Regions from separate parts of the Mus musculus genome. Here all the other regions are linked to region 7. Evidence: chromatin contacts called from public HiCAR-type, HiChIP or PLAC-seq and promoter capture Hi-C data. All regions are on one chromosome and are shown on one strand. The core of a region is the stretch at or near the end of the contact, and the rest is flanking DNA. Distances in the headings are between cores, read along the strand shown. Region 1 holds the start of Snph (syntaphilin). Region 2 holds the start of Nsfl1c (NSFL1 (p97) cofactor (p47)). Region 3 holds the start of Nanp (N-acetylneuraminic acid phosphatase). Region 4 holds the start of Fkbp1a (FK506 binding protein 1a). Region 5 holds the start of Sdcbp2 (syndecan binding protein (syntenin) 2). Region 6 overlaps Gm52533 (a long non-coding RNA gene). Region 7 holds the start of Cst3 (cystatin C).

Evidence for each region. Promoter capture Hi-C pulls out the DNA fragments that hold promoters and counts their contacts. HiCAR-type assays count read pairs that join an accessible place to other places. HiChIP or PLAC-seq counts read pairs in DNA pulled down with a chosen protein or histone mark.
Region 1: a promoter capture Hi-C map of second pharyngeal arch cranial neural crest shows a contact between it and region 7. The contact joins the promoter of Snph here to the promoter of Cst3 in region 7. A contact is called at or near these places in 4 of 39 promoter capture datasets (cranial neural crest, hippocampal neurons, maxillary cranial neural crest and 1 more) and 1 of 115 datasets of contacts at active chromatin or transcription factors (astrocytes).
Region 2: a promoter capture Hi-C map of second pharyngeal arch cranial neural crest shows a contact between it and region 7. The contact joins the promoter of Nsfl1c here to the promoter of Cst3 in region 7. A contact is called at or near these places in 8 of 39 promoter capture datasets (cranial neural crest, embryonic stem cells, frontonasal cranial neural crest and 5 more), 2 of 115 datasets of contacts at active chromatin or transcription factors (astrocytes and large pre-B cells) and 1 of 9 other capture datasets (liver).
Region 3: a promoter capture Hi-C map of pre-B cells shows a contact between it and region 7, with 5 times the contacts expected there. The contact joins the promoter of Nanp here to the promoter of Cst3 in region 7. A contact is called at or near these places in 7 of 39 promoter capture datasets (the C10 cell line, cranial neural crest, frontonasal cranial neural crest and 4 more), 1 of 484 Hi-C or Micro-C datasets (CD4 T cells), 2 of 115 datasets of contacts at active chromatin or transcription factors (bone marrow-derived dendritic cells and pro-B cells) and 2 of 9 other capture datasets (adipose tissue and liver).
Region 4: a HiCAR-type map of astrocytes shows a contact between it and region 7, with 8 times the contacts expected there. The contact joins the promoter of Fkbp1a here to the promoter of Cst3 in region 7. A contact is called at or near these places in 4 of 39 promoter capture datasets (cranial neural crest, frontonasal cranial neural crest, hippocampal neurons and 1 more), 2 of 115 datasets of contacts at active chromatin or transcription factors (astrocytes and bone marrow-derived dendritic cells) and 2 of 9 other capture datasets (adipose tissue and liver).
Region 5: an H3K27ac HiChIP or PLAC-seq map of bone marrow-derived dendritic cells shows a contact between it and region 7, with 13 times the contacts expected there. The contact joins the promoter of Sdcbp2 here to the promoter of Cst3 in region 7. A contact is called at or near these places in 1 of 39 promoter capture datasets (cranial neural crest) and 2 of 115 datasets of contacts at active chromatin or transcription factors (astrocytes and bone marrow-derived dendritic cells).
Region 6: a contact with region 7 is called in a HiCAR-type map of astrocytes, with 6 times the contacts expected there. The contact joins the enhancer-like site here to the promoter of Cst3 in region 7. A contact is called at or near these places in 3 of 39 promoter capture datasets (cranial neural crest, hippocampal neurons and pre-B cells) and 3 of 115 datasets of contacts at active chromatin or transcription factors (astrocytes, bone marrow-derived dendritic cells and large pre-B cells).

The regions. Positions count from the first base shown.
Region 1 is chr2:151,630,580-151,633,940 of GRCm38.p6, reverse strand. It overlaps Snph (syntaphilin), which reads left to right and starts at 1,348. Exons shown (of 6, transcript NM_198214.3): 1 at 1,348-1,485; 2 at 1,687-1,793.
Region 2 is chr2:151,492,837-151,496,135 of GRCm38.p6, reverse strand. Nsfl1c (NSFL1 (p97) cofactor (p47)) reads right to left here and starts at 1,954. Exons shown (of 10, transcript NM_198326.3): 1 at 1,724-1,954. The coding sequence starts at 1,828.
Region 3 is chr2:151,037,291-151,040,655 of GRCm38.p6, reverse strand. It overlaps Nanp (N-acetylneuraminic acid phosphatase), which reads left to right and starts at 1,277. Exons shown (of 2, transcript NM_026086.2): 1 at 1,277-1,419. The coding sequence starts at 1,330.
Region 4 is chr2:151,540,436-151,543,807 of GRCm38.p6, reverse strand. Fkbp1a (FK506 binding protein 1a) reads right to left here and starts at 1,325. Exons shown (of 5, transcript NM_008019.3): 1 at 1,064-1,325; 2 at 943-990. The coding sequence starts at 1,100. It overlaps Gm14167 (predicted gene 14167), which reads left to right and starts at 1,337. Exons shown (of 3, transcript NR_166213.1): 1 at 1,337-1,555; 2 at 2,204-2,385; 3 at 2,923-3,082.
Region 5 is chr2:151,570,503-151,574,090 of GRCm38.p6, reverse strand. It overlaps Sdcbp2 (syndecan binding protein (syntenin) 2), which reads right to left and starts at 1,468. Exons shown (of 9, transcript NM_145535.2): 1 at 1,387-1,468. Gm39959 (a long non-coding RNA gene) reads left to right here and starts at 2,066. Exons shown (of 3, transcript XR_866853.2): 1 at 2,066-2,120.
Region 6 is chr2:151,521,008-151,524,489 of GRCm38.p6, reverse strand. It overlaps Gm52533 (a long non-coding RNA gene), which reads right to left. Exons shown (of 2, transcript XR_003953956.1): 2 at 1-529. Among named protein-coding and RNA genes, the nearest start is that of Gm52533, 4.2 kb to the right of the region's middle. Within about 2 kb of position 1,784, at least 2 of the 459 cell types and tissues checked have an H3K27ac peak or open chromatin away from gene starts, as enhancers often do. A contact at or near this core is called in astrocytes, where this site is marked.
Region 7 is chr2:148,874,228-148,877,961 of GRCm38.p6, reverse strand. It overlaps Cst3 (cystatin C), which reads left to right and starts at 2,450. Exons shown (of 3, transcript NM_009976.4): 1 at 2,450-2,809. The coding sequence starts at 2,585.

The DNA.
Region 1 (3,361 bases), core at 99-2,598, 2.8 Mb before region 7:
ACCTACACCCACACAAACACACGTTTATGTGTACATACAGCAAGAACAAGCGACTGAAGGAAGAGGAGGTCGGTGCGCTCTGTAGGTTGACTGGAAAAGGTCTATTACTTTTCTCAGGACCTTGACCAAATCTCTGACAGAAGGAAACTTTAAAAGGGAAGGACTATTTTGGCTGTAGTTTGAGGGAAATATAGTTTATCATGTCAGAGGAGACATGGCAGAAAGCTTATGGTCGCGTTGTGTCCTCAGTCAGGAAGCAAAGCGATGAATGTTCCTACGCAATGAGTTTTCTCTTTTCACCCTATCCAGTCCGGGCCCTAGCTCACGTCCAAAGTGGGCCTTTCTTCTTTCCTTAGGGAAATCTCTTTGCAAACACCCTCACAGACATATTCAAACATATGTTTCCGAGTCGACTGTAAATTCAGTCAAGTTGACAATGGCAGATGACCTCCCTGAGATAGCAGTGTCTGAGCAGAGACTTTGAGGAGTCCAAGGAGCAAACTGGACGTCTCGGTTGTTCCAAACCCATGAACTAGCAAATAAAAGCTGGGGGTAGAGGCCCAGCAAGGAAGAATTTAAGAGCAAAAGAGCAAAATGAGTGGCGGGCAAAGTCATGTGAGAGGACACCAGCGAGTTGAGCTAGAATAAGAGCAAGACAGCAAGGTGAAAACTTCCCAGAAGGTAGTGAGCAAAGGCCCAGCTGACCAGAAAGGGCTGCTTCAAGAAGGGAGCCCCTTCCTACTGCACCCAGTGGGGCAGGCAAGAAACCAGGCCAGCAAGTTAACTTATGGCGGCCAGAAATGGGAGCGCTAGAAATCCAGCTTCCTGGACTTTGTGGTCCCTTGAGCCCTTTGATGTCAGGTAAAAGGCAGGAGACAAACCCACAATAAGGATTAATTCGCTTTTTATTGCCCAACTTTCCAGCTTACTGTTTTAATACTGCAAAGGATAACATTTCTTAAATACCTTCGGGATTTTAAGATTTTTTTTTTTTTTTTAAGGCAAGAGCTGTTCGCATTAAATAACTCCTGACATTCACAAATTGGTTTAGGGGGTCAAAAATGTTTCTAAAGGCGTCCAGATAATACTACTACTTAATGTGTGCCAAGGGGTGAGATACTGAGGCCCAGAAGCTGAAGGGATAGATACCCTTTGAAGTCCTTCCCATCCCCCACCTCTGAGCAACAGCTAGTTGGAGGTAATAAAGGACCCCATGCATGCTTGTTGATGTCTTGGCTCCAGGGCTCTCAGAGCGAAACCAACTATCTCTTTAAGAAGGAAAGTGAAGACGGGAGGCTTACGCAGCTGCCGGCGAGCTGCCGACTGGCTCATCCCCCTCCATCCACCTCTCCTTCCCCGCCCTCCACCTCTCCCTCCCCGCAGCCCCAGCCCCAGCAAGCACCCGCTAGCCACCTTCAGCTGGGGCTCGGGAGAGCAATCCGGCTGCCCTCCTGGGGGCAGCCCAAACCATGGAAGCCTTCGCAGGTGATGACAAGGACCCCGGGGACCTCCGGGCCCACCGCCCAGCCTCACCCGCCGCACCCAGGAGTGCAACTGCGGGGGTGCGGGGCGCCGGCCAAGCACAGGAGCTGCCCTAGCCCGCGGCGGGCAGCGTGTCCTCCGAGCTTGCGGGCTGCGGCCACCGGCGCTCACCCGCCTCTGTCTCTCTCTTCCCCACCGCCGCAGGTTGCTGATCACCGCCAGGCGGCTGCTGCAGCGACTGCAGAGGCGCTGCGCCAAGCGGCGCGGGAGTCGTGCGAGCCGGCCGGACTGCGGAGGGCGAGTGGACCCAGGTGAGGAGGCCACGGCGGAGCGGGAGGGGGCCTCCGTGGCTCCGCGGCCGCCAGGGTCAGTTTGAGACCGCTTGCGGTGGCGCGATCCCGCAGAGGTACCAGGCGAGGAGGGGATTAACGTGACTCATCCCTAGCCTCCCTCCATTCCCCCACATCCTCGTAAGCACCCCTCTCCCTAGCGTGAAATTTACTAATTAATTAGAGGATGCTGTTTTCAGTAGGGAAGACGCCCAAGGTCTTTGACATCTAGTAGATGGGTTTTAGGGAACTAACCCCTCGCCCTTCTTGTTTGTTTTTCTCTTCTGGCATTCTGCAAACATGTGAGCTTCTCTTTGGAACCGCACAGCACACCCACCACAAGGTCAAGTGCCTGTGACTGCCTTCCTATCTTGCCCACTGATAAACATCAGAGCCTTACAGTAGATCTGGCAGAATTTCCCATGATCCCTAGAGTGAGAAATTTGCCTCAGTCTCCCTGGAGCTTCCAGGGTATCTGTTGTTTTCTCTTTCCACTCCCTAGCAGGGAGCCAGACGGCTTGCAACACCTGCCAGCCTCTAAACTCCCCACATTCCCTTGCTTCAACGCTGCAGGGGTGGCGAGGCTGGTCACATGCTGCTTGTTGCCTTGGCCTTCTCTGCCCACCTGGGGGTACTTGGGTGGGCTGGAGGAGTTTCCCAGAAAATGCTGGTCTCTGCAAGTCAAGGGGTGTAAGGAAGTGAGATAGGCTGAGGTTCTGGGCCTTAACTTGCTGGTTGGCTCCAAGTAGCCATCTTACTATTTTCTGGGGTGTGGGTGTCTGTTTGCTTGTCTGTTCAGTGCAGAGGCTGGGCTAGATGATCCGTACAATTTTAATATATCACTTGAGTGTGGCTTCAATAACTCTGGAGACTTGTCCATTAAAACCATTTAAGGTTCGGACCTTGAAATAATTGAGGTCCCCTTGGCCATTCTCTTTTGACTCTGGACTTCCTGAGTGGAATGTTGACCTTCTGGGTCTCACAACACTGGAAGCATCAGAGGATTCTATGGTAATATCCCTGCCCTGACAAGTTACTTACCTTCCCTCATTTGTGAACCTGGGAGATGGTACCGGCCTCAGAGTTCTAAGGGTGAGATGAGATTCATATGAAAGCTCTTGAGATAACGGCTTGACACACACAGTAGGTTTTCAAGGATTCAGAATTTGAAGGCAAATTAGGAGAGAGAGGAGTTCATGTTTGCCCCACCAGACTCTTCCAGAGCAACCAGAAGATGAGAACATTTCCGTCGCAAGAGCTAAGACAGTTCTAGCAAATGACAGTTGCCTGCAGTCATGTATAATCCAGCCATGAGCTTGGAAGACCCTGTCATCCATAGGTGGCATCCCATGGGAACAGAAGCACATGAGTCTTGAGTGCTGGCAGAGAGCAGGAGCCAGGATCACAGATCTCAATCTTTGCCTTCCCTGCACAATCTCTTCTGAGACCGAAGCAAGAGAGTCAAGTTCTGGGGCCCACATTTCCTATTCTCTGTTTCCTTCCTTCTTGTCATTTTCAGCCGACTGACCAGCCATCCTGTCTAGCTCTAG
Region 2 (3,299 bases), core at 705-3,204, 2.6 Mb before region 7:
CAAGCTTATGTTCTAAGAGGAAGAAGAGTATAGGGACAGATGCTACATTTCCTTTCTTTGTGAAGCCCGGTTCCTGTTTGAAATGGGGATGCTGTTCCACCAAACCTATAAAACTGAAGGAGATAATCACTAAAGTTAACGCAGTCACCTTAGCTTTACACATGTGAAAGCCCTTCATATGAGTCCTTTGGTCATTTGTGACTGTCGCCAACTCAATGAGAAGGCATTGATTTATCACACATTCTCCACACAAAGAGAGAAGACAGAACAATGAAGTCCCACGGAGATGGAGGAGGCACCTCCTGTCTAAAAGGTAACCAACTGTCTAGGAGGAAATGAGCTGTCATGGGACAATCAGTCTGAAGGTATTCTTCATGTAGTATAACCAGCTTCTGGGAAGTCATGTGCCATCGTAGGAGTTGTACTAAACTGACATTTAGAGAACCTGCATTCAAGTCCTGGCACTGCTAGTCAAGTTACCACACAGGTAAGAGCCTCAGTTCGGATGATCTACTGGGATAGAAGCTTTTCTCTTATGTATTTCCACTCAGCACAGAGGCTTCACAGCGCCTTTAAGAGCATCTTTCTGTTTGTTATGTTTTTGAAAGAGGGACTATTTACTCCTGGAACTATGTAGATCAGGCTGGTCTCGAACTCAGAGATCTTCTGCCTCCAGAGTGCTGAAAGAGTTAAAGGAATAAAGATCCCTAATGTTTGGGAAGCTAAATATTACAGTCAGTAGACATGGTTACATCAGAAAGCTCACACAGTGAGCACATTCGGTGTCCCTTTGAGGGTCCAATTCCTTATCCATAAGATAGGGTTAGTCTTTACCTGTTTAATTAGTAGTTAGCTCTTCAGCAAGTTATTTATCCTCCAAGTCTCAGCTGCAATGTGAGACATGTAAATGAGACATTCTGTAATGCTGAACAGTGCCTGGCTTGTTGTAGGTACTCAAGAAATATTAGTCATCGTCATCTACCTAAGATGTAGGCTGGCCAAGGACATTTATGCAATCAATTCTTTCTAACATTAATTACTGTGTTTCTGAGCAATAAGAGATGGGTGTTGCTCTAGGGATCAGAAGTGTGCAACATTTTATGCCTGGTGGAGCTTTGCCTTCTAAATTAATTCCTTAGTGACTATTTACTACATGCCAGTGAACAAGACAGTAAGTCCTAAGAAATTCCCATTTTACAGTTAACTACGAAATGTGCAGAGACCCCAAACGTGCGCCACAATCCCACAGGTAGTTTCTCCCTGCAATTAGGCAAGAGTGGGGCGTGGGCTGATGCCTTGCAGGGTTTCCCCCACCAGCACAGCATCCTTGCAGAAGCGGAATCGGAAGGCCACCGCGACCTCGGTGGGGCTCCATCTGGAAGCAGGGCACTCGATTCCACCCGGCCACCCGCAGGCACTCGCCGTGGCAGCCACGCCCCCAGGCGACGACTCCACGCGGACTGCGGCAGCGCCCAAAGTCTCGCCAACACTGCGAGCCCGCAGGAAAACAGAGGCCCTGCAAAGCAGGGCCCGCCCGCCTCCATGAACTTCCAAGCCAGGCCGGTGACGCGTGGCAAGCGACCCCAGGCACCATGAGGCCTGGGCCAGGCAGGGCCCAGCCCCGCAGGGATGACTGTGCGCTTCGGCCGCGTAGGGATCGCAGAGCCGACGCCGCACTCCGTATTCCCCAGCCCGTCCGAAGCGGCCCGCCTCGCGGCGCTACCTGCAGGTCCCAGCCAGCCGACTCCAGGAAGAAACGGGCCCTGTCCTCCTCAGTGCCAGTCACCGCCACGAACTCCCTCAACGCGTCCTGCCGCTCCTCCGCCATCTTCGCCCCGTGCACTTCCCAAACCGCTCCGGCGGACACTGCAACAGCCCGAACCCCAGGTCTGCGTTCCGCCCGCCGTTCTACCGCGTCCAGCCGCTGGGCGCCTGCTCGTAGGCTCCGCCCAATGCGGTGCCACAGGAAAAGCCCTCCGTGTGGGAAACCTAGCCGCCTCGCGCCCTCTGGTGGCCCCTATGTGAGCCTCACCTTAATGGCTGAAGTAGAAGGTCGATGGAAGTGAGTAGGGAGGGGCTGGTTTTCCCACAGGATGAAGTAGTCCCGAAATCAGATCCTGGAAATTACTCATGGTCTCATCCCTTTATTTCGTTAATTATTTATTTGCACATTAATTTCCTTCTTGAAGCATTACGCTGTCTATGGCTTGATGCTCTTCCAAGGGCTGTGGAAATAACAGAGATAAAACAAAGTATCCTGTCTTCTTGTTGCTTATGTCCTTTGACCCTAACAGTTCTAACCGATGCTCACATCCCCATGGTTTCCTATCTTAAACTAGTATAAGTCTCAGCCTGCCACTTTCCACAGCATCTAGCAAATCACCATTGCATTGCCACTGGCAGGCTGGCCCAGGACAAGGAGACTCAGAGCAGAGGTAAGATGGACATGTGTCACCTACAGAGAAAGTTTAGAGCTCTCTCTCCAACAGTGCTGCCCCTCAAGTGAAAGTGGGGACAAGTGAAGCTGGGAGCCTCCTAAGTCCATCTATTTATCCCTCATTTTCAAGGTTAAACTGTTACCATCCTACAATCTGCTAAGTTGGTGACCAGCAATTATTCTACCAGAACTTATTGAGTGTTCAGTGAGGTTCCTGTCAGCTGATTATATGCTTTGTTTTTCTCCTCTTCTTCCTATGCCTGACTCAGAGCCACATTCACTGTGCATGAAGCCACTACTAATGAATGTGTGAATGAATGAATAAGTGAATGGATGAAATAACACATGGATCAGACAATGAGGATCTCACAGGGAGTGGTCTATGCAAGAGCCCCTTTCAGTCTTTTTGTTCCACAGAGTCATACTATGAGAATGAAGAGCAGGAAGTAGCTCTGCCAGGGGCATCTCCAACTTCTAAGCCAGCCTCGGGCATGGCTGCAAACGCGACAGCACTGGATTGGTGTGAATACCGTCCTTTGGTATAACTGCAGATCAGTCCCACTGTAACCAACTGAAAAGGCCCACAGAGGCCATTTGGAACCTAACACATTGCAGAGAAGCAGTAAGGAGAACCCTATCTGCTTTTGATGCTGGTCCGATTCATAGTCAGCCCTCTGCCCAGCCTGACAGCTATCAAGAAGACTATAGGAATAATTGTGGGTGCAGGGCATTAGGGTTCCCTTAGCCTGCTGAAGGTGCTGTGTTCACATTATTATCTATTTCATCATAAAATAAACCTCTGCTAGGTAGAGGTTAGTATTCCCATTTTACAGGTAAAGACAGAAACCAGAGGTTCAGTAGG
Region 3 (3,365 bases), core at 28-2,527, 2.2 Mb before region 7:
TTTTTCACAATTTGTATATATTACCCAGGTAGGGTACAGTTCACTATGAACAGAAGCCACTTGGAGCCAGTATCATTCAAGTATAGACAAAGATCTTAGTTGAAGTTAATTCAAGCCAGATGTGGTGGTACTTGGGAGAACTAGCACTTGGGAGACAGAGGGAGGCAAATCACTCTGAATTTGAGGCCAGCATGGTCTACACAGCTAGCTCCAGGCCAATCAGTTACTCAATGTGACACTGTCTCAAAACAAACAAACAAACAACAAAAACTGAAACTATAGACAATTAAATTTAATCAATTCTCACATGTTATGAAATACTTTCTCATTTTCTCTGAATAACTTACAATGTAAGAACCAATCCTAATTCGAAAGCTCAGAACCAGGTCTGTGGCATTGGCTGACCCAATAAGTTCCAGGTTAGTGAAAGTGACTCCAAATTTCATCAATAAAAAAGGATTAGAGGTTGATTTCAACCAACAGAAGGCAAACCTTGTTACTTATCTTGTGGGGTTCTTAACAGACAGTCTCGGTTCCTTGCTAGAAATTACAGAAAACCATGCAATTAATAGGCACACAAGACTTGGGCTGCAGAGTTTCAGAAAAATGAGTAAAGATGGAGGGAAAGGAGCTGGAGAAATGGTTCACTGGTTAAGAACTCATACTGCTCTTGTAGAGGACCCAAGTTCCCAGCACCCACAGTGGGCAGCTCACAGCCGCCGCAACTGCAGCTCCAGGACGACCTCGTCTGTCCTCTGCAGGCACTCACGTACACAGAAACACAAATACACATTTTTAAGAACAACCATTCGGCAGACACTGCAGAGACTCCCATTTCTCTTCAGTTCTTCTAAGCATCTTTCAAAGGATGTTCAGATGAAGGCTCTAGTTCCTACAAGGCTGTGGGCAAGAAGTGAAGCGCTAAAGTCACCGGGCAGCTAGGTTCCGAGGTTGGTGGGCACACTCTCCTGCCCCATCTCCTGATGGAGACTGTGCGGTCACCATAGAAAGACAGGCCAGCCAAGGGTCTGGAGAGTTTCTCCAGTACGGCTCGGATGTCCTTCTCAGCCCTAAGCAAGCCCACCAAGCCATTAACGGAGAGGACCATCCACCCACACACAGCAGTAAGCCTTGATAACACTCATCCACCTCTCGTGCACGCGCACCCTATAAAATTTAGTGTCCGAATCTCGCGCGATCTTGCCACGGAGACCCCGGAGCTTTGGAAGGGTCAGGTGACCTCCGAGACTCCGCCCAGGTGTTCCTGACCGCCTTGCGCATGCGCGGCGCGGCAGAAGCGGCTCGCGCGCTGCTTGGGTTGCCGAGGCTATGGGGCTGAGTCGGGTCCGCGCGGTCTTCTTTGACCTGGACAACACACTCATCGACACGGCCGGGGCGAGCAGGAGAGGCATGTTGGAGGTAACGTCCCCGCGCCGTCGCCCTCCCCTGCCGGGCCAGCACTCCGCTCCGCACCCTCAGTCCCCCCGCTGCGTGCCCGTGGAGCTTCTTTCCCGCGCGTGGGGCCGGGTGCTGGACTCTGAACTGCCACGACTGCAGAGTCGCCGCCACCTGCGGTCACCCGGGCTCGGACGGCGCGGGACGAGACCCCTCGCCCTCCTCTTGCTGCAGCCCCGCGCGAGATGGGCTGCGGTGGGTTTTGGGGAAGAGGCTCAGACAAGGCTTTGGCCCAGGAAGTTATATAACTCTGAGAGGCGGGCCTGGACTTAACCTACATCATAGCATTTTTTTTTTCCCTGCAGGCCTCCCTGTGGCCTTCCGGGCTTTCTGGTGCTGAGACCCTCGGCACATAAAATGCTGAGGGGGCAGTCTTTTAGTGAGGCATTGCTGATCTGCACCCTCCTAGCTATAGCTACAGATGCTGTCGGACATCTTCCTTTTCCAGTCCTGCTCTTAACCCACCCCTACTTTCCATCCCCTGCCTTCAGCTTCAAGGAGAAACCGAAGGAGTATCAGATGTGGAAAGCCCACTTACAAAAAAATGCCTGCCCTTTCAATACTAAGGGTCTTATGCGTCTTCAGGTAGTTTTTTGTTTATCTGGATCTTAAACCTTCCACATTTCTTGCTGCATTGCACCCACAGTTTGTTCGTGTCGGTCTTTAAAATTTTTTAACCCTACATCTCTCTTGGACTGTGCTTTTCTGCACAGCTATGTTTTAAGGAAAATTGCCACCCGTTGTCTCCATCAGGGCTCTCTTCTCTGTATTTCCAAATCCACTCACTGGGACGTAGCTTCTGTCTCTGCCACAAGAATACAATAGGCTTGCCAAGTGGTTAGGTGGCTCCCAAAGTGCCAACGTCACTAGGTATTTTGAATTGGGGTGTGCATGTGCGTGTGCGTGTGCGTGTGTGTGTGTTATTTTCTTGGTTCTGAGGTTTGAGCCTACCTCCTCGCCATCCGAGACAGGTTCTCCCCTGAGCTACTTCTCCCCACACTTGGAATCAGTCTTAACTGAAGATTTCCACGCTGTCGATTGCCCCGTGCATTGTGACACCCTCACACGTTACATACTTCCGTGTGTTCTGCCTCCATTATCTCAGACTGCAGACAGGGCACACTCAACAGGTGCTCTTATCCAGCTGAGGCCCGTGTTTTGAGACTCAGGTTTTGTGTTAGGCTGGTTCTTGTTAAGTAGGTCTATTAAACCTCACATTTGAATCACAATTCTCCCAGTACTCGGTGCCTCAGCAGACCCCCTGTCTATGCCTAGCCTCAGATCCTCGTAAATTTGAGCATTAGTCTGCATAACACTGTCAGGTAGCTTTCATGCCATACATGGGAAGATTGTACCATCCAGCGCTCATTCAGTGAACTGCGTCCCCATCCACTCTTGTCTCCCAGTCTCGCTTATTCTCCCCTTAATGACAAAAAGGCTCATCCAATGTAAATTTTTGCTGTAGTCTTATCTCCAGGCTGACCACATCCAATTCATCTTTCATATCCCTGCCACAGTGAGTTTTGGGTTTTACTTTTTAAAACAAAAAAAAATGACTTGGGAAACAAGGCAAGAATATCCCTTGAGCTTCAGAATTTGTGACCAGTCTAAACAACATATTAAGACTCTTATCTCACACCACCACCCCACAATGTTTCTCCATGGCATTGCCCCTATATTTTGTACCTTATTTTTTACTTCCGATATCCCTCACTGCACCTGTCAGAGGATGTTATCATTAATTTTTTGCAACTCATACCTACAGCAGAATCCTGAGTTTCCTGAAAGGGAACATGCTATCTTAATTATCCTTGTTTGACATGTAATAAATGCTGAATGAATAGTGGATGGTGCATAAGAATTCATATCTCCAGTCTTGGTTCTTTCACCTCCTCCTTTACTTATAAATG
Region 4 (3,372 bases), core at 76-2,575, 2.7 Mb before region 7:
GGGAGAAGCAGACGAAACAGAGGAAGGATGGGGAGGGGGACAAAGGAAAGGGTGGGAAAGGGAAGGAGGGGGAGGGAAGCCGATTCATATCAGCTGTGGCTACACCACTCTGCCTAGCTATGAAGGCACAGTCAGCTCCCCCTCCCCCTCCCCAACCCAGGAAGACCTTGTAAGGGCATGGAGTAAAAAATGGTCCCAGGGCCAGCAGTCTTGATGCTTCAATTCTGGCTGAGTATGCGCGTCTTTAAAATCTCCTTTGACTTAGTTACTGTGCACTGCATTCACGACCCCCCAGTTTCCTTTATCTTTAAAAATGGGGGTGAGAAAGTCTCTACTCCCAGAAAGGGGAAAGGAAAATGTTATGGTATACATCCTTTGGTCTGGAAATCACTGCCATGGAGGCTGAGATTTGCAAGTGGGTCAAAGAGAAATAGACATTGCATTATCTATTTCTGAGAGGGCACGTGAAGCCACAATAATGACTTCGCAAGTGGGTCGTTTCCCACCCGCCCCAGAAAGGTGAATTCAAGGGTTTCCCTGGGAAAGGGTGGCTGGGCAGACTAGGAATTTTCTCCCCTTCTATCTACTGAAGGAAGAATCCCGACGCACGAAGAAGGCATCAAGCCATCGGGGTTCAGAAACGGTTCAAATCTTCCCGAAGGGTCCCTGGCCGGGAGCGTGTGACCTCCGCCAGGCGATGAGTTCGCCCCAGCCTCAGTTTCTACGGTTGGACAGTAGGCTCCCTGCGGCATCCGGGGCCGCACACCGTTCAGGGCGGACGAGACTGCGCCAACCCCATGTCCCGTTCGGCGCGGCGGGCCCAGCCTGTCCCTCGGGGCATGGCCACCGCCCAGGCCTCGGCCGCCGGCCACGCGGCCACCACGCCCCGACTCCCCAGCCGCCGCCCCTCCCGCCCGGCCCCACCCGGCCGGTCCGACTCACCCGTGTAGTGCACCACGCAGGTCTGGCCGCGCTTTGGGAAGGTGCGCCCTGAGGAGAGACAAGACTGCAGGTGAGTGGCTGCGAGCGGCGGCCGGGAAACGGGCGGCGGGTGTCTACTCACCGTCTCCAGGAGAGATGGTCTCCACCTGCACTCCCATGGCGGCGGCGGCGGCGGCGGCGTTGGCGGAGGAGGAGGAAAAGGACGCGGGTGGCGGCGCGACGGGCGGCGTGGAGCCGGAGCGGACCTGGCGGCGGTTCAGAGGTTCGGCTTCGTCCCTCTCGTGGCTCCTGCGCACGCGCACCGCACCGCACGGCACGCCCCGCCCTATTTGCGCGAGGCGCTCACATCCCTGAAGCGGGGCAGCTAGGCGGAGGGACCGGAAGTCCGGAGGCCACAGACCCCCGGATGCAGCTGCGGCGGAAGGCGCGTCCTGTTGGCTACTCCCGGTTTTCCTCTGCGTTTCTCCGCCTCGGAGACGCCGCAGTAATAACGGGCCCACCAGCTACTGACGAGCTCACTCAGAGATGCTTTACTTGCGCACACCTAACTAATTGCCCTGTAAGGACGATAGCTGTGAGTAGGCCTTGTACCTGTGGAACCAAGGAAACGTCTGTAAGTGGCCCTAGGTTCCGAGCTCCTTCTTGGAAGAGTCAGTATTAACACTAGCCTGCGTGAAAGCCCACTCTTCCACGAATACGTATATATTAAATATATGGAAATAGAGAGGGGAGTGGTGGCGCACGACTTTAATCCCAGCCCTGGTGTAGTCTACAGAGCGAGTTCCAGAGCAGCAAGGGAAGATAACCCCTGTCTCAAACAAACAAAAAGAAAAAAGTCATATATGTATGTATGGGGCTCTTGTGAGTTTTGCTTGAATACCTTCAGTACTTTAAAGAATAAAAACTTAATGGGCTGGAAAGATGGCTCGGGTGTTAAAAGCACTGGCTGCTCTTCCTGAGTTCAATTCCCACACCCACACGGCAGTTCACAACTATCTGTTACCTCCAGTTCCAGGGAATCATATACTCGGTGTACAGATGGATACATAGACAGAACACTCATTCACATAAAATAAAACTGCCAGGGTTGCTGGTGCAGACCTGTAACCCCAGTGCTGAGGATAGGAACACAGTCAGTCTAGCCTATTCAGTGAGCTCCAGGCCAGTGAGAAACCTTGTATTAAAAGAGGTAGACAGAGACCATAGAGACCACGTTCCCAAAGACCACGTGTCCAGCTGAACCAATCTGCCTCCATCTTAGGCTGAATTCAGAAATTCAGAAGCTGGATCCTGCCCTCTGGCCCTCTGGGACTGAGGAATTGTACCTTAGGGGTGCACACCTTGGAGAAAGCACACACCTCCAGTTTGTTGGACAGCAGGATCAAAAACCAACCCACCAACACCTTAAAAACATATGTATTTATTTTATGGAGGCATCCTCTGGTAAGTCATAGAAACTTTTAATGTTTTTTTTTTTGGTGACATCTGGTTTCTGGTTCTGTCAGATCCCAATCTAGGGACTATAAACTGCTCCAGAGGCGATCTACACCACAACAGCTCCACAAACAAAACCAAAAAGTCCTGGACTTGCTGAAAGTTGATATAAATCAGTCTAGTCGATGTGATACTTCCTGTCTCTTCATCTGGGTCAGCAAACCAGCTTCGGATGAATACCTCACTACCCTAGCCCACCCTGGCCTTTGGGTAATACCCCAGCCTTACTGGGCTCTAACAGTGGCATCCTAATTTTTGCAGGAAGTAGGTTTAGAGGAGAATACATCTCTTGTTCTCAACAAAGGGTCGGAATATTAGGTCTAATGGAACTAACTCCCTGGCAAAGGAGACAAAATAAGTACTTAAAGAACTTATTGGCATACCAAGATTATGTGGCCTTAAAATATTGGTTTTATCTATGCTAACCAAACAGGTATAATTTATGATTTCATCATTTGATATGCTCCAAATTTTGTTTTCACCCAGATAAAGAATGCTAAGACCTTACCAAAGATTTCACAGGGACACAGAAGACAAGCAGGGAATGAAGATCCAGCCTGCAACCATCTTAGGCTTAAAAGCCATCTTATCATAAAGACAAAGGAGGTCCATTCCTATTTATGATTAAACTTCTGTTTTTCAAGGATTGGGCTATGACTCACCTGTAATCTTAACTACAAATAGTTCAGTACTGCCTGTTCCAGGAATGGCAGTCATGTCTTTGTTTCAAAGAATTGTTTATAACCATCTTGTTTCAAAAGATTATATGACCACCTTGTTATGACTATGACTACCTTGTTACTCCCATCTTGCAACCATGTCTTTGTTTCAAGAGATCATGAGGGCTGACTTGTTTGCTCTGGTCCTATAACTCCACATATTTTGCCCATCAAATCCCCCATCTGGAAATTCCCTACCCCTGAGCTATGAAAGCCT
Region 5 (3,588 bases), core at 219-2,718, 2.7 Mb before region 7:
CCCAGAGCTTTCTATACATCTTCGTATTGTAAGCAATAACAACACAGTATATCAGCAGTCAGGCCCTGGGGAATCAGCAGGGCTGGAAAGGGGCCCATTAGCCCCCATCTTTGAACTTACAGAATAAGAACACTTTGTTCCAAACTGCTGGAACTCTGGGACTCCCACTTGTTCCTGTGGACAACTCATCTATCCTTCAGAAAACAGAAGCGTGGGTTAATGTGATGGAGTAATAGCTTCTGTAAGGCCAAATTAGCCCAGGGATCTGGTGAATCGGCAAGGAGGAGGCTGTTGCTAAGCCACAAGCATGTACCTCCTCCTTCCAGGGCTATACTGTGCCAGAGGGAACGGGACTCAGGAAATTCTGTTCTCCCAGTGAAGGTCCAGGGGAGGCAGAACAGAAGCCAGGCTTTAGAGAGGCTCAACCTACTGCTTGCCTCTGACTATGAGAGCAAAGAATGGACTAGGCTCCATGTCCGATATAGTTATTTTGTAACCATGTCCGATATAGTTATTTTGTAACTATAGTAAAATAACAGTTACTTTAAGCAGAGTTATCTAGGCATGAGAAGACTATTTAAATGGGTTACACATGGAGAACATTTAGCACAGTGCCTAGCACAAATAGGCAACTCCATAACTGTCTGCTCATCCCACCTAGGGCCACCTCCTAAGTCCAGGCACTGTTTTGGATGCCCACAGTAAGAAGTGAACACAATCATCACTCTTTGATGTAGGGACTTTGTAGTGAAGAGCTGGATTAAAAAGCCCCAAGACTTTGTGGGCTGTGTCAGGTGGTGGGAAGAACTGGGGAGGAGAATGAAGTGGGGTGGAGAGCAGAGGGTGGCAGTAGGATTAGGGAAGCCTTGCTGTGGAGGGGAGAGACATTTGTGTAAAAGCTTAAAGAATTGGGTGGGCAAGAACATTCCGGGGGGTCAGGCCCACTGCACAGACCCTGGGGTGAGCATGCCCCCAGTGTTCAGAGGACCCTGAGGGAGGAAACCAGAGAAGATGGGAGGGGCTCAGACCCTGGAGGGCTCATGGGGCTTGGTGAGAATTTTGACCCTTCTTGAGTGAGAGGGAGCCACAAGGAAAGTCTGAGCATCAGAGAGCCATAGCCTTCAGGGCCTTCTGGCCAATGGATGTAGGGTAGATTAGAGGTAAGTGTAGAAGATAGAACAGTGCAGAAAATCATACGTCCTCCAAACCCTGCCAGGGAGCAGAAAAAGGAAAGCTTTGTTCCCATTTCCTTCTAAGAGTGAAGCAAATTAAAAGGAATTTACCTACCTAGGAAGTCCTAGAAGACAGGACAAGGGAGGGAAAGAAATTGGTTGTGAGCAGGTCTTGTTTAGCTCCTCTATCCCAGCCGATACGGACTGTTCTTACCTGCTGGCTCCGCACGCTGTCCTCTTCTCCAGCCACTGCAGCCTCCTGGCATGTGCTGGTCGCCTGTGTCCCAGTTGGGTTCCTGCTCTGGGAAGGGTGGTGCCCGCCCCTTGTTCAGCTGACTCACCGTGGACTAGGATGGGCCCAGGTAAGCCTGTGTGGCTCGGTAAACAGAGCAGTCACCCACGAGTGGGTGGGGCTAAAGCGTACAGCTGATATGCGTAGATGCTGTAGAGATGGGTGCGAACTAGGGCTACTTGGCCCTATGAGGAAGTCAGCACGACTGTGGCGGCCTCACCCTGCCAATAGGCAGTTAACTGGAGAACAGTGAGAGAGATGTCCTGGGCCTTAAAAGATGGCCGCAGGTTGTAACCTAGTGTATTTCTTAGAAATCAATTGCAGTGCAGTCTCTGGATCCATCATGGTGTTTCTTTTAGTAAAACCAATCTAGAAATCCCAGATGCCTGACACTGGTTAAAGGAGTCACCAATCTATAGACGATGACACAATTATTAAATCATTTCAGGAAGGTGCCAAGGGGAAATATAACAATACTGAGACAGCGAATAATCACCATTGAGGTCATACCCTCTGGTTTTGTTTTCAGAAAAGTGTGTACTGCAGGAAGTCTAGAGAGCCCCACCCCCTTTCCGGCTCTCTTTCATTCTTTCTGAGATGCTAGGGACCGAGCCTTACACTCCTAAGCAAATGCTGCCTGACATCTCCAGGCCCTGGTGAGCTTTTCACTTTGTAGTTGTGTAGATTCCAATAATGGTAGCAAAGTGTGTGTGTGTGGGCACACACAGACACACACACACTGCCTTTGCCTGTGTGTATATGTAGAAGTCAGAGATTGACAGTCTTCCTCTATTCTCCTCCACCTTAGTTTTAAGACAGGGTCTCTCACTGAACCTAGTGCTCACCATTTAAGCTAGCCTGGCTGTTCAGCAAGCCCCTGGGATCCGCCTCAGCACCTGTAGTGCAAATGTACCTGCTGTTCACGACTTTCATGTGGGTGTGGAGAGGTCCTCATATATGCATAGCAAGCACATTACCCATCAAACCATCCCTCCAGCCTTACTTATGATTTTCCTAAGAAAGCAGTAAGTATTTTGGATTTTTTTTTTAAAAAATCTAATTGGAGCCGGGGGTGGTGGTGCATGCCTTTAATCCCAGCACTTGGGAGGCAGAGGCAGGTGGACTTCTGAGTTCGAGGCCAGCCTGGTCTACAGAGTGAGTTCCAGGACTGCCAGGGCTATACAGGAAAACCCTGTCTTGGAAGAAAAAAAAACAAAAAAAACAACCCCCCCCCCCAAAAAAAAATCTAATTGGAAATCTCCTAGGAAAATTAAGGAACTGTGTTGATAGGACAGAGTTTACTTTCTTTTTCTTTTCCTTTGTCCCTCTTTTTTTTTTCTTTTTTAAGACAGGCTCTCTGTATGTAGCCTTGGCTGTCTTAGACCAGGCTGGCTTTGAAGGCTTAGAGATCTGCCTGCCTTTGCCTCCCAAGTGCTAGGTTTAAGGTGTGTACCACCAAATCCATCTCTATATCTCTATTATGTTTTTTTTTTTAATTTTGTTTTTGTTTTTTTTGTTTTTTCGAGACAGGGTTTCTCTGTATAGTCCTGGCTGTCCTGGAACTCACTTTGTAGACCAGGCTGGCCTCGAACTCAGAAATCCGCCTGCCTCTGCCTCCCAAGTGCTGGGATTAAAGGCGTGCGCCACCACACCTGGCGGCTCTATTATGTTTTTTAAACCTTGAAGCTTTTGAATGTACATTTAACCCACTACTCATATGAAAGTCAAGTTAAAAAAAAAGAGGAAGAGAAATTCCTGATGGGTATAGTTGGATGATGGTGTCTAGAGAGGGACTCAGGAGTCATGTGCTAGGAAATCCCCTAAGGAATGACACAGTGTGCCCACTCAAGGTGGGGTAGGTATCAGGGATGCTGGCCAGGCAGGCTCACAGCACAGTCCCCATGATGAGCCTGGTCAGATTGTACAATAGCAGATCCTGAGACACTGCCTGCCTGGGAGGAGCCCACAGCCCAGAGTGCCACACAAGGAACACATCTCAGGACTGGTGACATATCTGTTGATGTGGCCTTTTGCCTCTAACTCTGAGAATCATCTTGTATTGCTCATGTGTCCCAAAGGCTGAAAATTCAGTCCTTGGCTAACTGAAGGCAAGGCCTACATAGT
Region 6 (3,482 bases), core at 535-3,034, 2.6 Mb before region 7:
AAGAAAATAGACTGAAAAAAAACAAAAAAAGAGTAGAGAGGCGCTCACTCCCACTCAGTCTCGGGTGACTTAAGGGTGTTGAGGCTCTATGACAAAATGTATTCCAAGCAGTAAGGGTATATATTTTTATAGAGATAAAAATTCCTGTGGTATAAAATGAGCCATTTAAACCTAGCATAGCCCAGTGCATATAGCCTAGTATACAGGGCTATATAAACACCACACCTCTGCAGCCCCAGCAGCCATTAGGTTCTACTTCCTATTCCACCTCCTGTCAGACCCTGGCAACATTGAACGTCTGTTTCTGTAGATTGACCCATTCTGGTCATTTTATATTGGTAAAATCATACATTATGTGTGTGTGTGTATGTGTGTGTGTGTGTGTGACTTTTTAAAAACTAGTCTCTCACTTAACAAAATGTTTTTGTAGTTACCTGGAGTTAGGAAATAGTCTCAAAATCATATGAAGTGAGGCTGGGGATAGTCAACTTCTTGCCACCCAAGCCTTGAAGACCTGAGGTCCACTCCCCTAGAGAGTATAAAGATAAAAATTTAAAAATTGCTCCTATTCTTAAGTTGTAGATTAAAAAAAACAACAACAACAACCAAGCACAGGTACTAGACGTTGTTGCATGCTTTCTGTGTCTATTGAGAGGATATCATGCCATTTCCCCTGAGGAAACATTAGCATGGTATGTTAGTTACACTGGCAGACCTTGTGTTCAATCACCCTTTCTGTGAGAAAGTCACAGTGCTAATCCTTTTGATAAGTTGCTAGACTTGCTTTCCAGACTTTTTTGTTTGTTTTATTTTTTTGAGACAGGGTTTCTCTGTATAGCTCTGGCTGTCCTGGAACTCAATTTGTAGACCAGGCTGGCCTTGAACTCAGAAATCCACCTGCCTTTGCCTCCGGAGTGCTGGGATTAAAGGCGTGCGCCACCACGCCCCGTACTTTCCAGATATTTTGTGGAGAAATTTTGGAATCTATGTTTGTGAGGGATATTGGCCTGTTTCTGGGCACTTACCTATTGTCTGGTTTGGACATCACTATATTAGTCTCATACAAAGTGCTAGGAATTATTATTATTAATTCTTTTCTCTATTTGAAAATTATTTTTGCTGAGTTGTAGAGTTTTGTTTTTGTTTTTGTTTTTTTTTTACATCTTTTGGCTACTGTGTCCTTGAATCAGACTTGATTTGCAAATGTTTTCTCATATTCTATAACTTCAATTTTCTTTTTAAGTTTTTAAAAAATCATTATGTGTATGGGTGATTTGCCTTCATGAATGTCTGTGCACCACCTGTATAACTAGTGTCTATGGGGGCCAGGAGAGGGTATCAGATCTCCTGGAGTTAGAGTTACAGTTGTGAGCTGCTATGTGGATGCTGGGAATTGAGCCCAGATCCTTGGGAAGCGCAGCCAGTTTTCTCAGCCACTAAGCCAGTTGCTAAGTAGCCAGTAGCCCTTGGTTTTCTTTTTAAAGTCCTTCACACAAACATTTTAAATCTTATGTTTGCTTTGTATATTCCTTCTGTTGCTCATGCCTTTGGTGTCATAGGCAGTCTATTTCCCGCCCCCTCAAGTTCATACATTTTTCTGTGTTCTCCAACTTCTAAGTATAATATAGTTTTGGTCACATGGCTGTATATATAATACCTCACTTTTGTCCCCATTGTCAACCTGTGACGTTGGTATCTCCACTTTGCAGAAGAGAAGGCCAAAGGGCTGTGTGACTTGCCTAGATTCTTGAAGCTAAGGGGCAATGCTGAGATTATTGGCAGTCTGCCCCGAGTCCATTCCCATAGCTTCTTAAGAGCTAAGTGAGCAGAGCCCAGGAGCAAATGTCTCTCAGCTGGGAGTGATGACTGTTTTCTTTCAATCCTTTAGCTGTCTTACAGATTATATTTTATACGTGATGTGATGAGAAAATCTACTTTAATGTAGAGTTGTAGCAGCTGGATTTCCTAAAATTATATGATAGTTGATCATGAGTCTCTTTAAAGATAAATGTTTTAGAAAAACGTATTTAAAAGATGGCTCAGTGGGTAAAGATATCTACCACCAAGCCTAACTTGGTAAGTTCAGACGCTGTACCCAGAGACTGCAAGAGAACAGACTTCCCAAGTTGTACTTTGACCTTCACAAACAAGTCATGGCATGCATGTACCTGTGTGCATGTGTGTTCATGCACATGTGCACACAAGAAGTAATGTAATTCTAAAATTGAAATGTGAAAACGTACATTCTTATATGAGCCATTCTGTATGTCCGGACGGATAGCTAAACAAGAATGAGAACTGCAGTTTGGATCTTTGGCATCCATGTATATGCTGGTGGGCATGGCAGCCTGGCTGTAATCCTAGCACCTGGGAGGCAGATATAGGAGACTCCCAGAGGAAGTGTCCTACCTAGAAACTAGCCTAATCAGTGATCTGTGTTGAAGTGAGAGATCCCACATCAATATAGAAGGTAGGAAGCAACTAAGCTAGATACTTGATGTCAACCTTTACACACAACAGTCATTCACAAAAGAAGGTAAAACTGAAGGAAAGAAACAAGATAGATCCAGGAAGCAACATTTTAAAAGGAATACTATTTGCTCATATAGCTGATGAGTTATTTTTAGTTGTCAACTTTGACACAATCTAGAATTATCTGCGAAGACAGCAGTTTGGGTGACGGTCTAGACCAGTTGGCCTAGTTGCATGTCCGTGAGTAATTGTGAGAGGACCTACCCACTGTGGGTGACACCATTCCAGTGGCAGGCGCTCCTGAACTGTGTGAGAGTGGAGTAAGTGAGTTGTGTGCAAGCATGCACACACTCATTTGCTCTGTTCTGCTTCTTGACTATGGATGTGGTGTGAATAGTGTCTCTGGCTCATGCGGTTGTGCCTTCCTCACAAGGATGGACTGTAACCTGGAAATGTGAGCTAAAAGAAACCCTTTCTCCCTTAAGCTGCCTCTGTCAGAGTACATTTTTAGATTTTAAAATTTACTTTATGTGCATGAGTGCTCCTTCTACTTGTATATGTACCACATGCTTGCCTGGTAACTATGGAAACCAAAAGAGAACACTGGATCCACTGGAACTGAGTGCTGGGAATTAAACCTAGATCCCTGCAAGAGCACCCCGAGACCTTAACTACTGAGCCATCTCTCTAGTCCTTTGTTAGAGTATTTTTGTTACAGCAACAGAAAATCAAACTAAGACACCTGAGATGTTAACAGGTAAATATGTATTTGACCAATTCACCAAAGACTGGCCTCACCATAGAAAGTAAAAGGTGTGGCTATCTTTCTCAAGCTAGGAAGAATTATAATTTGCATAGATACTATAATCAGTCATAATTAGTCATAAAAATATACACCAATATCCTGGAGACGCTAAGTTGGAAATATGATGTTCTTCATTACTATATGCATAAATACTTAGGAAGACAAATGTTCTGAGTGGCTAATGAGTAAGCTTCGAAATGAAATG
Region 7 (3,734 bases), core at 1,201-3,700:
ACCCCCAATATAATCCTTCTTTGTATCCTTTGAGAGCCCAGGACCTTCCAGTGTTCCTCTCAAAACCAGATACCTTCACTACCAGCTCATTTGTCACAGGGGCATTTTCAAGTACAGAACATAAGAGAGTGAGGTTGAAAGAAGAAATAAAGTCAGCTATCTGCATAGAACTCAACTCAATCCTGTCTACTCCCAGTGGTGCATAGTGAGCATGGGCTTGCTTGATCCTGAGCTGGAGGGTGTGTCTGCCTACACAGTATCCACTTGAACATATATTCTACCTGAAGAGAAAGGGAACTAAGAATCTGGTTAAGGAAACAGTGCAAAGGAACCTCATGGTGCTTCTGCCCCAGAGGGCCAGACACTGCTCTCACTACATGTTTACAGGAAGTCCAAGAATAGACAGAAAAATGAGCCTCCAGGGACAGATGGACTGGCAAGGGTCCAGTGGGCACCAACACGGACCAAAAAGGCACCAGGGAACTTTACAAGGTCAGCCACATGTGCTGAATTTGTGTGCACTCATTGAAATTATTTTATACACATAAAATAAGTCATATGTTAACAATACCTCACTCCTGGTAAGTCAGTGGAAACTATGTAACCTTCCAATCAGAGGGAAATCACAGACCCACAGTGAGGCTCCCTTAGGGGAGCAGCTCGAATAGACCTTGTGCTTGAATGTTCATCCTCAGCTGCCTGCCCTCTCACTAGCTTGTCCCATAGCCCTCAAGCCCCAGCCTTCCTCTAGCATCCACACAGCTGCCAGAGTTAGAGTCCTGGCCCTACCCCTTCCCTGCTTATGTAAACTTACCCCTTGCCAGTGTTCCTTGTTTCTAAACAGAAAAGCCCTGTTGGACCTCATCACCTAAGCAGGGGTCATTCCCTCTGACTGGTGCTATCTCCCTGGTCTAGGTGGAACTCCTCGACTGTTTGAATCCCAAAGGGATCTTTCAACTAATATCTACTGGCACCCATCTCTTGCTCCCCCTATCTCACTTTCTACAGAGCATTATAATCATCTGATCTTAATTATTGATCACCTCCCATACTACCACTAGCACAAACCTTAAACTTTAAAGCTTAAACCTTATGCAGTACTATAGCCACCAGCATCAGCAGTTAGCAGATGTGGAAAGGGGGGTCAGACTGAGTGAACATTGGTCCTAAATGTTACAAATATACACAGACTCTAAAGGATTACTATACACATTAAGGAATATAATCTGTTTCCTTAAGAGTTATTATTATATATTGAAATTACATTTGATAGGTTAAATAAAACGTATTAAAGACTTCAATATTTGGGTTTTGTTATCACTGATTTGTCTGTTTGTTTTTTAACAAGAGGGTCTCACTGTGTAGCCCTGTCTTCTCCTCCTCCTCCTCCTCCTCCTCCTCCTCCTCCTCCTCCTCCTCCTCCTCCTCCACCTCCTCCTCCACCTCCTCCCCCTCCCCCTCTCCCTCTCCCTCTCCCTCTCCCTCTCCCTCTCCCTCTCTCCCTCCCTCTCCCTCTCCCCCTCCCTCTCCCTCTCCCCCTCCCCCTCCTCCTCCTTCTTCTTTTTCTTCTAAGATTTCACTGTGTAGCCCTTGCTGGCCTGGAACCAGAGATGTAGACCAAGCTGGTCTTGAACACAGATCTACCTACTTCTGCCTTCCATGTACTGGAATTAAATACATGCGCCATCATACCCAGCCTCATACCGTAGTTTTTAACCTGTCTACTAGGAAGCATAAAAGACACATGGGTTCATCTTAGATGGATATACTGGGCAGCCTGTTACAATATCCATTCGGGGCTTGGCCTCCTGTGGTATCTCCAGGCCCTAGAGTGGCCTGGTCTAGGAAGAAGCCTAGGATGGTTTCTTTAAGGATAATGAGTAGTTACACAGAATGCTGCACACTTCCCCACTCCCCCAAGATCAATTTATTTTCCTTTGACAAGTATCTTAGGACAGGGCCTTCAGGAAAATGAAATAATAGCCCTGCTCCGAGCATTCCCACATAGTGACCCTGCTCTCCATCAAGTGATCGAGGCTGAACTTTGAAGATGCAGGAAATTAAAGACTCGTTGCCCTTTTCCTTTCTGGAGAAACAGGGTTCAGATGTCACTGGCATTTTAGGGTCCAGAGAGCAATGACCAACTTCTCTGGTGAAACCACACTTCATGAAACAGGGAACTTGGAGTAAAAGGGGAAGCTGTGGAAAAGGGCACAGAAGAGGAACTGGTAAGAACAGAAAGCTAAGAGTGAAGAAGGAAGGGAGAGGCGGGGCAGGGATGGGGGAGGGGAGGCTCAGCAGGGAATGGGAATCTGGCAGCTCTTTAAGAGGTATCTGACCTACAAGGCAAGAACAGACTAGCAGCTGACTGAAGCAGAGGGAGGGCGGGGCCGTTCGGAAGAGGAGGCGGGGCCCGCTAGGGGGCAGACGGAAAAGGGAGGGTGGCCGCCGGAAAAGGAGGAGCCAGGAGAGGCGGGCGGGTCCCTAACGCTCGCATTTGGGTAAAAGTCGCACGGAGTAGCAGCGTCTGTTCTGCACCAACTCAGAGTCTTGTTGGAGCTTTATCCCTTTGTCCTAGCCAACCATGGCCAGCCCGCTGCGCTCCTTGCTGTTCCTGCTGGCCGTCCTGGCCGTGGCCTGGGCGGCGACCCCAAAACAAGGCCCGCGAATGTTGGGAGCCCCGGAGGAGGCAGATGCCAATGAGGAAGGCGTGCGGCGAGCGTTGGACTTCGCTGTGAGCGAGTACAACAAGGGCAGCAACGATGCGTACCACAGCCGCGCCATACAGGTGGTGAGAGCTCGTAAGCAGGTACGTGTCCCTGCTGTCCCCTGCTCTCCCGACGTCTCCAGGCCGCTCCCACCCAGGCACCCCTAGCTAGGGCGCGGTTTGCATCTGCAGTTGTTAATCAACACCTTTGCTTCTTATGGGAGCGGTCCTCTCTCTTCCTTTCTTCTCTGGTCTACTCATTGTGTTAACATTCATCTTTTGTTTATTCTGGAACTCAGAAGAGCCCAGCGGGTGGGCCTCCTAGCTCTGTTTCCAAAAGGCCACCCAGAGAAGGTACTAAGGATGTAGGTCAAACGCTCCCTGGGCGGAGCTCACCTCCCTTAGCCGCCTGGGGTCAATGTCAACTGCTAATGATCTGGCTTCACTTAATCGCGCTACTTGAAACTCATTCTGACAGACGGCAGATTTCACCCCATCCTTCCAGTAAACACTTGGCCATGTTCCAATCTCCTTGCTCTACTCAGGAGCACGTGTACGTGGGTGTGTGTTTATAGTCACTTATTTTTGTGTATACTTTCAGAGTCAACACTTCCGGAAAACAAGGGCATTCTCTACATACCCAAGATTCCATTTGGAAAATTGGGAACCCACGAACACTCAGGTCCTTCACTCAAAGTCTCAGTTTGCTGGTCTCCACTATGGACTCTGCTAGCAAGGGCCATTTCTATCCAGTCTGGCAGCCTGTCTTTTTCTCTGAGCACTGCCTGTGCTGCCTTGCTGTTTTGGTAGCACTGTAGAATGGTCCAGACAGCTGTGGTGATCAGTCCTGTACCACACAGTCAGGCTCCCTTCAGCCATGACTCGGTTTGTGATGGGTGAACCTCAAAGCTAAACAACCCCTTGATGCTGCAGCCGTATTAGCTTGTACACAGTGTGGCCAGGGCACATTTCTCAGAAGGAGCCTCTATCCTTAAGGGACACATAACTGTGTAGATTGGTGTCTGAG